Linked DNA regions of Mus musculus: all the other regions are linked to region 3. Evidence: chromatin contacts called from public Hi-C, Micro-C and promoter capture Hi-C data. All regions are on one chromosome and are shown on one strand. The core of a region is the stretch at or near the end of the contact, and the rest is flanking DNA. Distances in the headings are between cores, read along the strand shown. Region 1 holds the start of Fam174b (family with sequence similarity 174, member B). Region 2 has its middle 8.4 kb from the start of Gm26176. Region 3 overlaps Chd2 (chromodomain helicase DNA binding protein 2). Region 4 overlaps Fam174b (family with sequence similarity 174, member B).

The links. Promoter capture Hi-C pulls out the DNA fragments that hold promoters and counts their contacts. A called contact is a pair of places that touch in the nucleus more often than the background predicts.
Region 1: a promoter capture Hi-C map of stem cell-derived epiblast-like cells shows a contact between it and region 3, with 5 times the contacts expected there. The contact joins the promoter of Fam174b here to the enhancer-like site in region 3. A contact is called at or near these places in 4 of 39 promoter capture datasets (embryonic stem cells, liver and stem cell-derived epiblast-like cells), 5 of 484 Hi-C or Micro-C datasets (cardiomyocytes, cerebral cortex, embryonic stem cells and 2 more), 1 of 115 datasets of contacts at active chromatin or transcription factors (astrocytes) and 1 of 9 other capture datasets (pancreatic islet).
Region 2: a Hi-C map of rod photoreceptor shows a contact between it and region 3, with 6 times the contacts expected there. The contact joins two enhancer-like sites. A contact is called at or near these places in 8 of 39 promoter capture datasets (3T3-L1-derived adipocytes, embryonic stem cells, frontonasal cranial neural crest and 4 more), 2 of 15 datasets of contacts at CTCF or cohesin (embryonic stem cells and pro-B cells), 6 of 484 Hi-C or Micro-C datasets (Sertoli cells, embryonic stem cells, palatal mesenchyme and 2 more), 6 of 115 datasets of contacts at active chromatin or transcription factors (CD8 T cells, the HPC-7 cell line, embryonic basal ganglia and 3 more) and 3 of 9 other capture datasets (adipose tissue, liver and pancreatic islet).
Region 4: a Micro-C map of the G1E-ER4 cell line shows a contact between it and region 3. The contact joins two enhancer-like sites. A contact is called at or near these places in 2 of 484 Hi-C or Micro-C datasets (both in the G1E-ER4 cell line) and 1 of 9 other capture datasets (adipose tissue).

The regions. Positions count from the first base shown.
Region 1 is chr7:73,739,042-73,742,364 of GRCm38.p6, forward strand. It overlaps Fam174b (family with sequence similarity 174, member B), which reads left to right and starts at 1,266. Exons shown (of 3, transcript NM_001162532.1): 1 at 1,266-1,787. The coding sequence starts at 1,462.
Region 2 is chr7:73,653,006-73,655,881 of GRCm38.p6, forward strand. No RefSeq gene overlaps it. Among named protein-coding and RNA genes, the nearest start is that of Gm26176, 8.4 kb to the left of the region's middle. Within about 2 kb of position 1,621, at least 7 of the 459 cell types and tissues checked have an H3K27ac peak or open chromatin away from gene starts, as enhancers often do. A contact at or near this core is called in rod photoreceptor, where this site is marked.
Region 3 is chr7:73,516,299-73,519,182 of GRCm38.p6, forward strand. The region is part of intron 3 of Chd2 (chromodomain helicase DNA binding protein 2); the gene reads right to left. Among named protein-coding and RNA genes, the nearest start is that of Chd2, 24 kb to the right of the region's middle. Within about 2 kb of position 1,308, at least 150 of the 459 cell types and tissues checked have an H3K27ac peak or open chromatin away from gene starts, as enhancers often do. A contact at or near this core is called in the G1E-ER4 cell line, astrocytes, cardiomyocytes and 5 more, where this site is marked.
Region 4 is chr7:73,770,120-73,773,035 of GRCm38.p6, forward strand. The region is part of intron 2 of Fam174b (family with sequence similarity 174, member B); the gene reads left to right. Among named protein-coding and RNA genes, the nearest start is that of Gm30236, 9.0 kb to the right of the region's middle. Within about 2 kb of position 1,377, at least 27 of the 459 cell types and tissues checked have an H3K27ac peak or open chromatin away from gene starts, as enhancers often do. A contact at or near this core is called in the G1E-ER4 cell line, where this site is marked.

The DNA.
Region 1 (3,323 bases), core at 16-2,515, 220 kb after region 3:
ATCCCTGTAGCATGCTTGAAAACACTTGATACACAAAGTGCTTGGTGGGCAATGACTTCTGGGAATCTCAATATTGCTCACCCCACCCCCACCCCCAGTGTATATGGCAGACAGCTGTTAGGTGGCCCTGATGCTCCCGCTTCCTGTTATTTACGTCATTGTGACGCCTTCTTTCCTGAATTGTGAACAAAGAGTGGTGGTATGCATCTAATGAACCGATTCAGGAGAAAGTGTGGGGGTGTCACATCTGTAATTAAGTTTTACAGAACTGTCTTCTGTCCGGCTCCCTGAATTTATTGCTAACTGGGCTTGAACACGTTGAAGATGCAAAACGCTCTGTTGGAAATTCTCACCGTTAGAACTTAGGGCAGCTTCTGACAGACAGAGATGGGGAATGGAGGTTCGGGGCTAGCAGTTTGTGAAGCGCTGAATCAGTCAGGGAAAGCCAGTTGAGCTCGGGGACAGATCAGCTCCCATGTGAACCTTTTGAGGAGATCTGGGGGAGGGGGTATTAGTTTGATCTTAAACTTAACAAGATACCTTAAAACAGGACAACCCAGATAATGGGGATTGTGGTGACCTACTAGGTTTTGGGATAATTTGTTATGGAAGCTTGGTTATGTAACTATAGACAATGAATGCATCGTTATATTTGTCTGTTTCTCTAGCAGGACCAGAAATGAGCTGATCAAAGTCTCTTGGTCCTTGTTCTGTATGTTTAGATATTTACTGATCATTGGGGAGCACCTTCCAGATCATCCAAGGTTCTGTAACGGTTGCTCCAGGAACCCACTCAGCACTGTATCAATTCCTGGACTCCCAAGAGAATAGTCTTTCCCCACCCCAACATTACTTAGTTTATATACCAGAGACAGAACCACAATAAATTACTCCTTGGAGTTTGAAATTTAAGTCTGGTCTGGAGAAGGAGAGATTACTTCCAAAGGTTCACCAGCTGAAGTGCAAAGGGCTTGCAAACTCTAGGTGGGAAATCTGGGTTGCTGTGAGCTGACTCCCTGCGTGCTAAATCAACAAACCAGGGCAAAAGAATACCTGTTTCCAGAGAGGGCTGCCATACTGAAAGAAATAAATCGCGTGAACAGTTCATCATTCTGCCTGCCCGGAGCAGAGTGAGCCAAGCAGTTAGGATTCCTCCATGGGGTCTTAGGTCCTGATCGGGTTGGGCTACCCAGGGGCGGAGCGCAGCGGGGACCCAGCCGAGGTCTGCCCCGCCCACGCGGGGCCGAAGCCCGTCGAATGACTCTGTGCAACGTGTTGGTGGCTGCAGCGGCGGCGCGGGTTCTTCCGGGCTCTGCAGCTTCCTGCCGAGCATCGCGCAGCCGCCTCGGCAGCCGGAGACCCCGGCGCAGGCCTCCCGGGTGCCAGCCTCTGGGGCTCAGGCCTCCGGGGTGCAAGCCTCCGGGACGCAGACCTCCGCACCGTGCGTGCGCATAGTGCACCATGAGCGCCCTGCCACCCCAACCGCCGCCACCGCTGCTGCTGCTGCTGCTCGCGCTCCTGGCCGCGCCCGCCGCCCTCGCTCGCAGAGCCGAGTCCGCTTCGGCCTCCCAGCCCGAAGCAGAACACCAGCCTCCGCCCGGTCCCGGGAATGCTACCCAGCTGGGATCCGGCATGGCGGGCGGGGGAAGCTCCAACAGCAGCGTCGACGCGGTGGTGACCCGCATCTCCAGTCTGCTTCGTGACCTGCCTACCCTGAAGGCGACGGTGATCGTGGCATGTGCCTTCAGCGCGCTGCTCATCGCCTGTCTGCTGCTGCGCGTCTTCAGGTGGGTCGCGTCGCCCAACTCCTTGCCCTGCTGGCTCCATGGGCGGCGTCACCATGCTGCTGCTGCCGCTGATGCCACCGCGCGTCCTCCCCACCTGCGCGCACAGGTGCTCGCTCTCGGCGCGCTCTCGCCAGGCGCGCACTTTTCTGCTCTCTGCCTGGGTGGGATCCGGAGGGCGGGCGCGTGCATTTGGTTCTTCCAGGGCACATCTCAGGAACCGTTTCCCCCTTTAAGGCTGTTTGGTGTGTTCCAAGTCCTAGATTCTATTGCTTTCCTCTGTTCACGTTTAACACCAACTTTGAGTTCCGACCACCTTCCGTGGAATGTATTTTTATGCCCACCTCACAGACAAGGAAACATTCAAAGAGAGTTGGCTTACACAGGTACTCAGCGCTTGAGGGACAATTTGGACTAGGGTTCTCCTATCAAGAACTTTGCCCCTTTCCCCCTTTGGCAGCTCTCCTCTGTTTTACCAGCTCTTCGCCCTCTTTCACCTACAGAAAGCAGAAGCAGGGAGCGAGGGATGCCAGAGGAACCTGGGGACACTTGCTTCACACACCTGATGTTGGTTACAGGTTTCAGGAGGTTTGGTGACCCATGATAGCTTTGGTGACGGCCCTCATTGTTCACTTGGAGTCAGCGAACGCCCAGAACGGCTCTGAGCTTGGAGGTTTGCAGCATTTAGCTCAAAATAGTCCCAGCCCACACAGCTGTGTACTTTTAAAAGAAGGCATTTGAAGTATTTTGCCAGTCTGCTCCTTATTACCCAAGAGTGGGGGAGAAGACAAAGCACATGTGGCCAGATGTGAGGGGACAAAGTAGGAGATGTGGCACTCAGGCCCGGAAGGGAGAGTCCTTGGCTTGGGTGTGGAAGGAAGGAAGGAGACCACTTAATGAGATAAACTGCTTCTGGGCATGATCTGTACCCTCTTCCTGGAAGACAAGCTTGTTAGTTGAGTTTCTTAGGTAGACAGCTGCCAATCTAGATTCTGATTTAGATAGGATGTGGAGCACTTTACAGCAGGGACTATTCCCCTAGTGTTCCTTTGTCCATGTTGAACAAGTAAGTATTGTTGGATTCTGTGTGGCTAAAGGTGGGGTGGTGCACCTCGACTCTGCTGCCTGGTGGTCTGTTCTGTGGCTGTTGTCCCTGGTCATGCTCCCCCCGTGGACTTGATTAACTAGCCCCAGCATGTCTGGGCTGCTGGCCAGGGGTCCTTTGTACCTGCTTGCTTTCCATCTTAGCTTGTAGGCTCCGAGTCCTAGTCATCCATCACCCAGAGATCCTAACGCCATTTCCTCCTTGCCTTCCTTTCCCTGGTACAGGCTTCCCTCCCAGCACCAGGTGAGACGAGGAAGGTGATGGGCTGCACCAATCTTACGAGGCCTCAGTTTCTCCTGTGTTCTCCAGTCTGCTAGCCATTAACCACATGGAGAACTGGAAACATAACGTTCTGAACTGGGAGGCACTGTAACCATGAGCTTCACATGGAATCTATTAAGGGATATTTGACTCTTTTTCTTTTTCCTTTTGGC
Region 2 (2,876 bases), core at 371-2,870, 140 kb after region 3:
GTTTAGCTTCCCTCTCTCTTCCCCATAGTTAAGAGAGTCTCAGAAGGAACACTGGGCTCTGAAACAGTGTTGGAAGTATGGGGACGCTGTTTTGCAAGGAATCTCTAGGAGGTGGAGCCTCGCTGGAGGAAATGCTTTGATGGAGAGTAGGTCTTTACGTTCATGGCTGTTCTACTTCCTGTCCCATTTCTGCTTCCTGGTCCGCTGGGATGTGATCAAGTCCTGCCATGTGCTCTCACCACTATGGGGCCACCAGCCACCATCCCTTTCCTTTAGTGATGGTTATATCCTTTTAAACTATAAGCCAAAATAAACCCGTACTAGTCAAATTAGTAAGCGGCAGAGGAAGCTGGGAGTGGTAATGCCTGCTTGCAATCCCAGCATGCAGGAGGCTAAGGCACGGCTGGGAGAATAGCTTGGCCTATGTGTAGGAAGGCTGCAGCTCGGCAGTAAAGCACCTTCCTGACGAATTTAAGGTCCTGAGTTTGATTCCCAGTACTACAAACAAAGGCAACAAAACCCGATGGTCCTATGCCCATGTTCTTCATCATAGTTAAACAACCAAACTTGGGATTTTCTTCGTAACACCATGGCAAGAGGCTGAGGGTGGGCTCTAGTGAACACCCCGAGGGTGAGCTCGGAAGCCGCTGGTTTTTCAGTTCAGGTCCTGACCCTGGCTGACACCTTAATTCTAGCCTTCTGAGAGAGCCTGAGGCAGGATCTAGCTAAGCTAGGCCCAGTGTGTTAGTCAGCTTTCTGTTGCTGTGACAAAAATCCTCTAGGTAAATAACTTCAGAGGATAAAAGGTCAGTTTTGGTTTGGTTTCTGGTTTCAGTCGACAGTTGCTTGACCCAGTTGCTTTGGGCCCTGGGCAGCGGAGTATATCATGGTAAGAGCATACAATGGAGGTGTGTGCTCACCTCATGACAGTCAGGAAGCAAAGACACAGGATGGCTTGGGTCCCCATATCTCCTTTAATGACATGTGCTCCTGACCTGTCTTCTTTACATGTCCCCATCTTGTTCCACCATCTCCCAACAGCCTGGCTTTTCACTTGTCTTCTTGAATGCTGTACAACCTGAGTCAAGTTCCATGCGGTAGGAACTGGTGTTTCTCACTGCCATTTGTTCCTGCTCCTCTCTTTTTCTTGGGAACACCAAGGGGTTATGTCCCAATTCCTTGCGTGTGGATGTTAATTGTTGGGCTCTGAGCAGAAATTCGACTGGTCCCTTAAGGCTGAGGCGAGAATGAGCTGTGGGCTTTCTCACTTTATCTAAACCTGTCCCTGGAAGGGGAGGGTGATGGGGCTGACACAGTTGGAGAAGGTAACAGAGTTGCAGTGTGGAGAGAACTTGGCTCTCTATATAACTGACCACTAGAGGGAGTCCTCCCCACTTACTGGACAAGGCTGCGGAAAGGCAACCCTGTTGTCACTTGTTAAACTGTGAGATTTTTTTTTTCCTTTTAGTAGCAATTCTCTATTCTGACAAACTTGATATCCAACCCCTCTGAATCGTGGCTATTTTTGGCTGCTTGGTCAGTTAAACGGATTAACTTGGTGTATAGTGCTGGTGTGCGGTCCAGGGATGCCAGCTGCTGTCTGTGAGCTCCGGAGAGGATGCAGATTTTTGCCAGCAATGTCAGGACTCACATTCTCACAGCATCACCAGAAGGTGCCAGCGTGCCGACCACCTGATTGGGCCAGCCTCTGTCCTAAGGATACTTGATGTGGCGTATCAAGACCAGTGATGAGACCACTCTTGAGACCAGTGATGAGTGCAGTGTTAGTCCCAGTGAGGATCGTAGCAGCTGAGGCCATGACGAGTTACAGACACAGCAAAGGGCAGACTATAGACTCCCAGTGCTTCAGCCTCAAGACAAGCTCCATGAGTTTTTGGAAAAAGTGACAGAGAAAAAAATTATGTCTCTCTACAACGTCCATCTACTTTCTTTCTCTCTGGGGAAGCGTTGCTTTTCCTCTTCAGCTTTCTCTCCACGACAGAAGGATCTGCCTGCATAAATTAATCTTTCGGCTTATGCTTGGCTCCAGATGTGGAAGGACGGTCTTCCTTCTTTCTCTGTTCCAGGGTCCCATGTGTGTGTTTTGTTTGAATCCTGTGGGCTCTGTGTGAAGCTGTGCAGAGGGAAATTGGTTTGGGAACCCAGCCCATGTCCCAGTCTTTCCCAGCTCCCCTCAGCACTGGGTCTCTTGAGGCCACAGGGACACTTTAAAGCTCTTACCATTTCAAAGACAGTACAAACTGTGGTGGGATTATAACTCTGAAAGTGGCCTTTTCCCTTTTTCCCGTGGAGTGTTCCAGAAGCACCTTCCATTTCTTTATTTCTTTGTGGAGCAGAGGAAGATTTTGTTTGCAATCCCACAAGAATCAGAAAAGTTTCAACTTTTGGGTGTTTTTATTCAAATCCAGATACATCGGGGCTGGAGAAATCCATCTGCCTCTAGCCTTATTTTTTTTTCCAATTTCTATGGCTTCTTTGGGAATTTTACATTATGCACCCTGATCAAATTCATTCCTCAGAATTTCCATGTCCTTCCCTGCACCATTGTGGCCTCCCCCAACCCCCAAAATAAGATAAAAATTGGACCCATGTCCAATTTGAGTCATTTGACCACTGGAGCATGGTCAAACTCTCCACGGCCTGCCACTTAAATAGAACCGAGTCTTCCTGTTTCCGCAGAAGACGTCGCTTGTGGGGAGCTACACTTGAGCATCCTATCACACCTTTTAAGAGTTCTCTTTCTGTTTAGGTTCACACTCTTTTTTGAGATCGGATTAGGAGGTGTTTAGCCTCCTCAGCATCCTGGCTTAGTCTTCCAAGTGCCCAGATTACACACTCAGTTTAGAGGGTGAAAT
Region 3 (2,884 bases), core at 58-2,557:
CTCTACAGGAGGGTCCAGCTGAGGAGTTTAGTTTTTCTACTCTCTTCCCCAGAGATTATTATGCTTACAAATGCTCTGTGCTTTTTAGATAAAAATCACAGAAGAGCAAAAGGAATCTGAATGGACTGTGGCACACTGGTGTGAAGATGTTTAATCATGTTTAAACATGTGGAAGAGATGTTAGAAAAGCAAAAGCAGGATTATGGCTCTTATTAAAAACAGACACTAGCCCGGCATGGTGGCGCACGCCTTTAGTCCCAGCACTCAAGAGGCAGAGGCAGGTAAATTTCTGAGTTCAAGGCCAGCCTGGTCTACAAAGTGAGTTCCAGGACAGCCAGGGCTATACAGAGAAACCCTGTCTCGAAAAACAAAACAAAACAAAACAACACAACACAACAGAAACTGAAGTAAATGTCATGAAAACATTCAGAAATTCAGAGCAATGTATATGCAGAGGACAAGAAGCCAGCACAGCCAGTGAATGTTTACAGGGAAGGAAGGGTGTTTTCTCTAGGGAGCCAGCCAGTAAACATTCTAAGCCATGTGGCTATTTCTCTCTGAAACTGTAATAGGAAATCAATCACAAAGCATCCAGGTATAATGGGCAGGGCAGGGAGAGAGCATGACTCCCACAACAGGAGGCATTTCCAAGTCTAGGACAGCACTGGAAACAGGTCCCGCTGTTTCTCTTCAAAGTCTGAATATAATGACTACATTGCCCATGCCTCGCCAGGCACGCACGGTGCAGCATGCCTTTAATCCCAGTGCTTAGGAGGCATCGACAGGCACATCAGTGTGCTTTCAAAGTCAGACAGCCTAGTCTACACAGTGAATTCCAAGACAGCCAGAGCTAAAGACTGAAATCCTAACTAGGGAAAAAACAAGTAGAAAATGGGGTAAAAAAGCAAAAATTCATAAAAGATCAACCAAAAAACAAACAAGACCCCCACAGTATTACTAAGCAAAGGAGAGAATATTAAACAATAAAAAACAACCTACCAAACAAACAAACAAACAAACAAAAATCAGATACAGAAAACAACTTTTAAAAGTTACAAGTGGCCCAAGAATAGGCATTTCAGAACTAGAACCCAATGTAATTCTGTAATTCAATGTATTCCCAAAATAATGACTTTAGAATTATCCCAAATACCCAGGCAGGAGTTAGGAGTACAGTGAAAGAGGCAGATAACTAGCTGCTCACCACACAGGGGGCCAACCTGGGAAAGGAGAGAAGGAGGCTTGTGCTCCAGCCTTTCTGCCCACACCCAGCTACAGAGGAGAAACTCTGTGTATGACTCAGCAGAAAACTTGTGACGCCTTTACTGACTGTGAGGACTCCAAGCTACTCATAGTTCCATACAACTGCCTGTAGGCAGTAAATAAAAACAAGCCAAGGGTGTAGTGGCATATGCCATTTAGTCCCAGTACCTGGGCAGCTGAGGCATGGGGATCTCTATGAGTTTAGGGCAGCCTGATCTACATAGTTCCAGGACAGCCAGGGCTACAAAGTAAGACATACACACACACAAAGCCAGGTATCTTGGCACATGTGTTTAATCACAATACTATAAAGACAGAGGCAGCTGTGAGTTTGAGGTGCCTGGGCTACACAGTGTTGCAGGCCAGTCATGGATTTATAGAGAGATCCTGTCTCACATCAATAAGTAAGTAAACAAACAAACTCTAATGTAAATTTCCCTACTCCTAGCCATCAGCCATCTGATGCCACATAAATGCCAAATACCATTGTGCAGCAACTCTGCTGAACACTAAAACAACTCCTCTGCCTTAAGAGCTCCAAGTGGCTGACTTTTAACTTCATATACTCTGAAATTTTTCACTACTGCCTACAATTTAATATCATCTATAATATGAAAAGTAATATGAATACAAAATTGCATTTTAGACTGTAGCTTAAATTTAAAAGACAACAAAACTTTATTCAGATGTTATTTTTTTTAAAGTGAAAGCAAAGTATTTTGTTCACACACATCTCTCAAATAAAATCTTTATATTTATTTATTTATTAAAGATTTATTTATTACATGTAAGAATACTGCAGTTGTCTTCTGACACTCCAGAAGAGGGAGTCAGATCTCATTACAGATGGTTGTGAGCCACCATGTGGTTGCTGGGATTTGAACTCTGGACCTTTGGAAGAGCAGTCAGGTGCTCTTACCCACTGAGCCATCTCACCAGCCCTCAAATAAAATCTTACAAGTTCCTATGTGGTGGGCTGGGAAGTACCTAAGCTGATGACGTACTTATTTATCAGCAATGCTCAAACCCAACACCACAAAAAAAGATAACACATGCCTTTTTTTTTTTTTTTTTTTTTTTTTTTGAGTCAGACTTTCTCTGTATAGCCCTGGCTGTCCTGAAACTCACTTTGTGGACCAGGCTGGCCTCGAACTCAGAAATCCACCTGCCTCCCAAGTGCTGGGATAAAAGGCATGTGTCACCACGCCCGGCTAACACAAGCCTCTTATCCCAACAGCAGGCACGGGAAGGAGTGGTTCAGAGTCATCCTGACCACGTAGACTACATGATATCCTATGTCCACCTCCCTCCCACCCCCAGAAAAGTTCAGACACCTTCTGATGAAGTCACACAATCACATAATTCTTTTTCACCAAAAAAAGAAATGTATTCCAAGGTTTGGAATCAATGTGAAAATGTTATGCACCTTAATTTTTGTCTTTTGAATTCTTTGCGTCAAGATACTTTTTTAATAAGCAAAAAGATAACTACAATTGCCTTTGTTCAGGCTGTTGCATGGTTTGTTTTCTATTACTCAAACAAGGAAAATGCTACAGCAGTGATTATAGCCCAGGCCTATAATCCCAGCGCAAGGACGGAGGAGTTCCAGGCCACACTAGAC
Region 4 (2,916 bases), core at 127-2,626, 250 kb after region 3:
TGTCACTGGGGGTCAACTTTGAGATCACCAGGCCCAGTCAGCTTTCTTCCTGCCTCTGTTTATGGATCAGAAGGGATGGTAGCAGCCTTAACTTCTGGTCAATAGCTGACTACTGAGTGGAGTTGGCTGGTGGGTTTTGCTGTATGGAGTTTCCCCTCGGTCTCTGAGTGTTCGTTACCTTTGAATTTTCTTTCTTTCCCTTGCTCTGTTAGGCAGGACATGCCTTCTCCTTTAACCGATTAAAGTGGTAAATCTGTATTTATTAAATTTCTAATATTTCTCCAGTTCAGGATTCTGGAGAGGGAGACAGCTTGGTCATGTGTTATCTTTCTGCGTGAACTGTCTTATACAAGGCTTTCCTTCTCTCTAGGGAGTGGTAACTGGCTGTTTGTTTTTTTTCTGTCTCGTTATTAGTTTGTCAGGCTTTGTTAAAAGTTATGGTGGCCTCATAAAACGAGTAGGGCAGGCTTCCTTATTTTCCTTTTCTGGACTAGTTTGGATCAGATCGGAATCACTTGTTTTCTAAGTGTTTAGTAGAGCATATCAAAAAACTGGCTGGACCTGAGCAGCCTGTGTGGAGTTTTTAGGGTCAGTGACATTCATTTCCTTGAATAGTTTTTAGAATATTCAGTCTTTACTTCTTCCTGGGTCAGTTTTGATCAGAAGCAGTTTTAGGGCATTTTGTCTATTCCCTTTAAAGTTTACAAACCTGTTGTTGTTGTGTAGTTGTTCCCAACATCATTCTTTAATCTTGTAAACATTTGTAATGTGAGCAGCTATGGTCTTTCTTTTCCTCTTTGAAAGAGAGGGTCTTTGTGTAGCCCTGGCTGGCCCGGAACTTGCAGAGATCCACTTGTCTCTTCCTCCCAAATGCTGGGATGACTTAATCCCTTGGTGTGTGCCACTATGTCTCCCTCTCTCGTATTTTTAAAAAATATTTATTTTATGTATATGAGTATACCATAGCTGTCTTCAGACACACCAGAAGAGGGCATCAGTTCCTATTACAGATGGTTGTGAGCCACCATGTGGTTGCTGGGAATTGAACTCAGGACCTCTGGAAGAGCAGTCAGTGCTCTTAACCACTGAGCCATCTCTCCAGCCCCCCTCTCTTGTATTTTTAATACTATTTTCCCCCCTTTCCCCCTTGCTCAGTCTTGCAGGAAGTTTCACTTCGTCACCGGTGCACGGGATTCATCTTCGAGCCTCTCCGATAGCCTCGGTGATGGTCGGTTTTGAGTTGGTGTCTGTATCTGGTCCCCCAGCTTTCTTTGAGCACATTCCATTCCTCCACTTCTTCCTCTGAGTGCATAGCCCCTTCTGTCGTTGTCAGCCTCCCCAGCTGGAATCAGCATTTGTTCTGTGGTAGCCTGTGTCAGAGCCTCCCGCAGACATTCAGGACGACTGCCAGACCCTGCTTGCCCTGCCTCCCCTTGGTGTCCAGGAAGGACTGAACTTCGGGGGCTCCCCACGGGAAGCTCCTGCTGTTTGTGGTTGAAATGAGGATGTGAATGAACTTGGAGCGAGTCAGTCAGGCACAAGGCCAGTCCAGTCCAGAGAAGACTGACTGCTGCGAGGCTCAGAAGTGTTCCCTAATGTACAGGTGTATAGAAACTAGAGATGAGAAAGCAGGGGTAAGCGCGGGGGTGGGGGATGAGATGGCTGTCATCTCACTACTTAGCAGTAGCCACTAGAGAGAGTGCGAGTACACATCTGTGGGCGTTGCTTTCTCTGTTGAAAAAGGCCCAAGTTACAAAGGCCGATTTATGGCACTTTCTCCCCTGAATGTCATATTGTGAACAGCTTTTTTTTTTTTTTAAATGTCAATAAGTATGAAAGAATGAAGGTTTTAAGGTCACCTTTTATTTCTACATAAGTTTTTTTTTTTTTTTTTTTTTTTTTTTTTTTTTTTTTTTTTTTTTTTGCGGACCCGTCTGCACACTGATAACTTATTCACAGAGTCTAGGTTTTCCTGTCCACCAAATGTTTCTGGCTTCCCCCAGGAAGCACACAAATTGAACTCGGATGTGAATGATTCCTGCCTTTGGGTTATTTTATGACGGAGTGGAAAGAGGAACATCGAGCTTGGCCCCAGGGTGGTGAGGTGGGTCCCGATATTGGTCTCTTATTGGACGTGTAACTTTCTGATCACAATTCGTGAACTGGAACCCGTGCGGGTTGGCCAGGCTTGTTTCCAGTCAGGTAGAGGAGACATCACAGGCCAGAAAGGCTTCTGTGTACAGCACCCCGACCACAATACTGTATCAAACCTAGGACCTCAAGCATTCTGGCCACGCCCTCTGCTGCTGAGCTCCGCCCCCAGCTCAACAGCCTTCACCTTTTCTATTTCTTACTGCTGGGATGCTTTGGTTTGGGAAAAAACGACTGCACGGAGCGCAGAGAGCCCTGGAGTTTTGGAATGGTTCCAGATTTTGGGAGGCGTTTGGATTTCATGTGTGTTTTGAGCTTGGTTGGCTCAGCGCACAGTTGCAGTCAGCGTTTTGGGTCTATGCAAACCCCTAGTTTATCACGGGAGACTTTTGTTCCCTCGAGGCATCTCTGGAGGACAAGCACACATGAGCTTTCCTGCTTGTATGGCAGGCAGCCTGGCAGCTGTGTTGAGTGCAGCCCAAGGTACCCAGCTGCTGGAAAAAGCAACCAAGACACCCAGCTGCTGCTGCCCCTGCCAGCCCCACATCCTGCTGAGATGTGTGTGCAAACAGTGTGGCCCTTCCAGGGTGTGGACTGGCTTTCTCAGCAGGCTTGTTTGCCCCTCTTTTGTGGCTAGAGCTTCCTGTAGGAATATTAGACACCAATGGCATCAACATGGCATAGGAGACTGTGCCTACTTTAATCTCTTGAACAGTCAGGCCGATGTAGAGTCGGTTTGAAGTGGAAGCAGAGCTGACCCCCTCA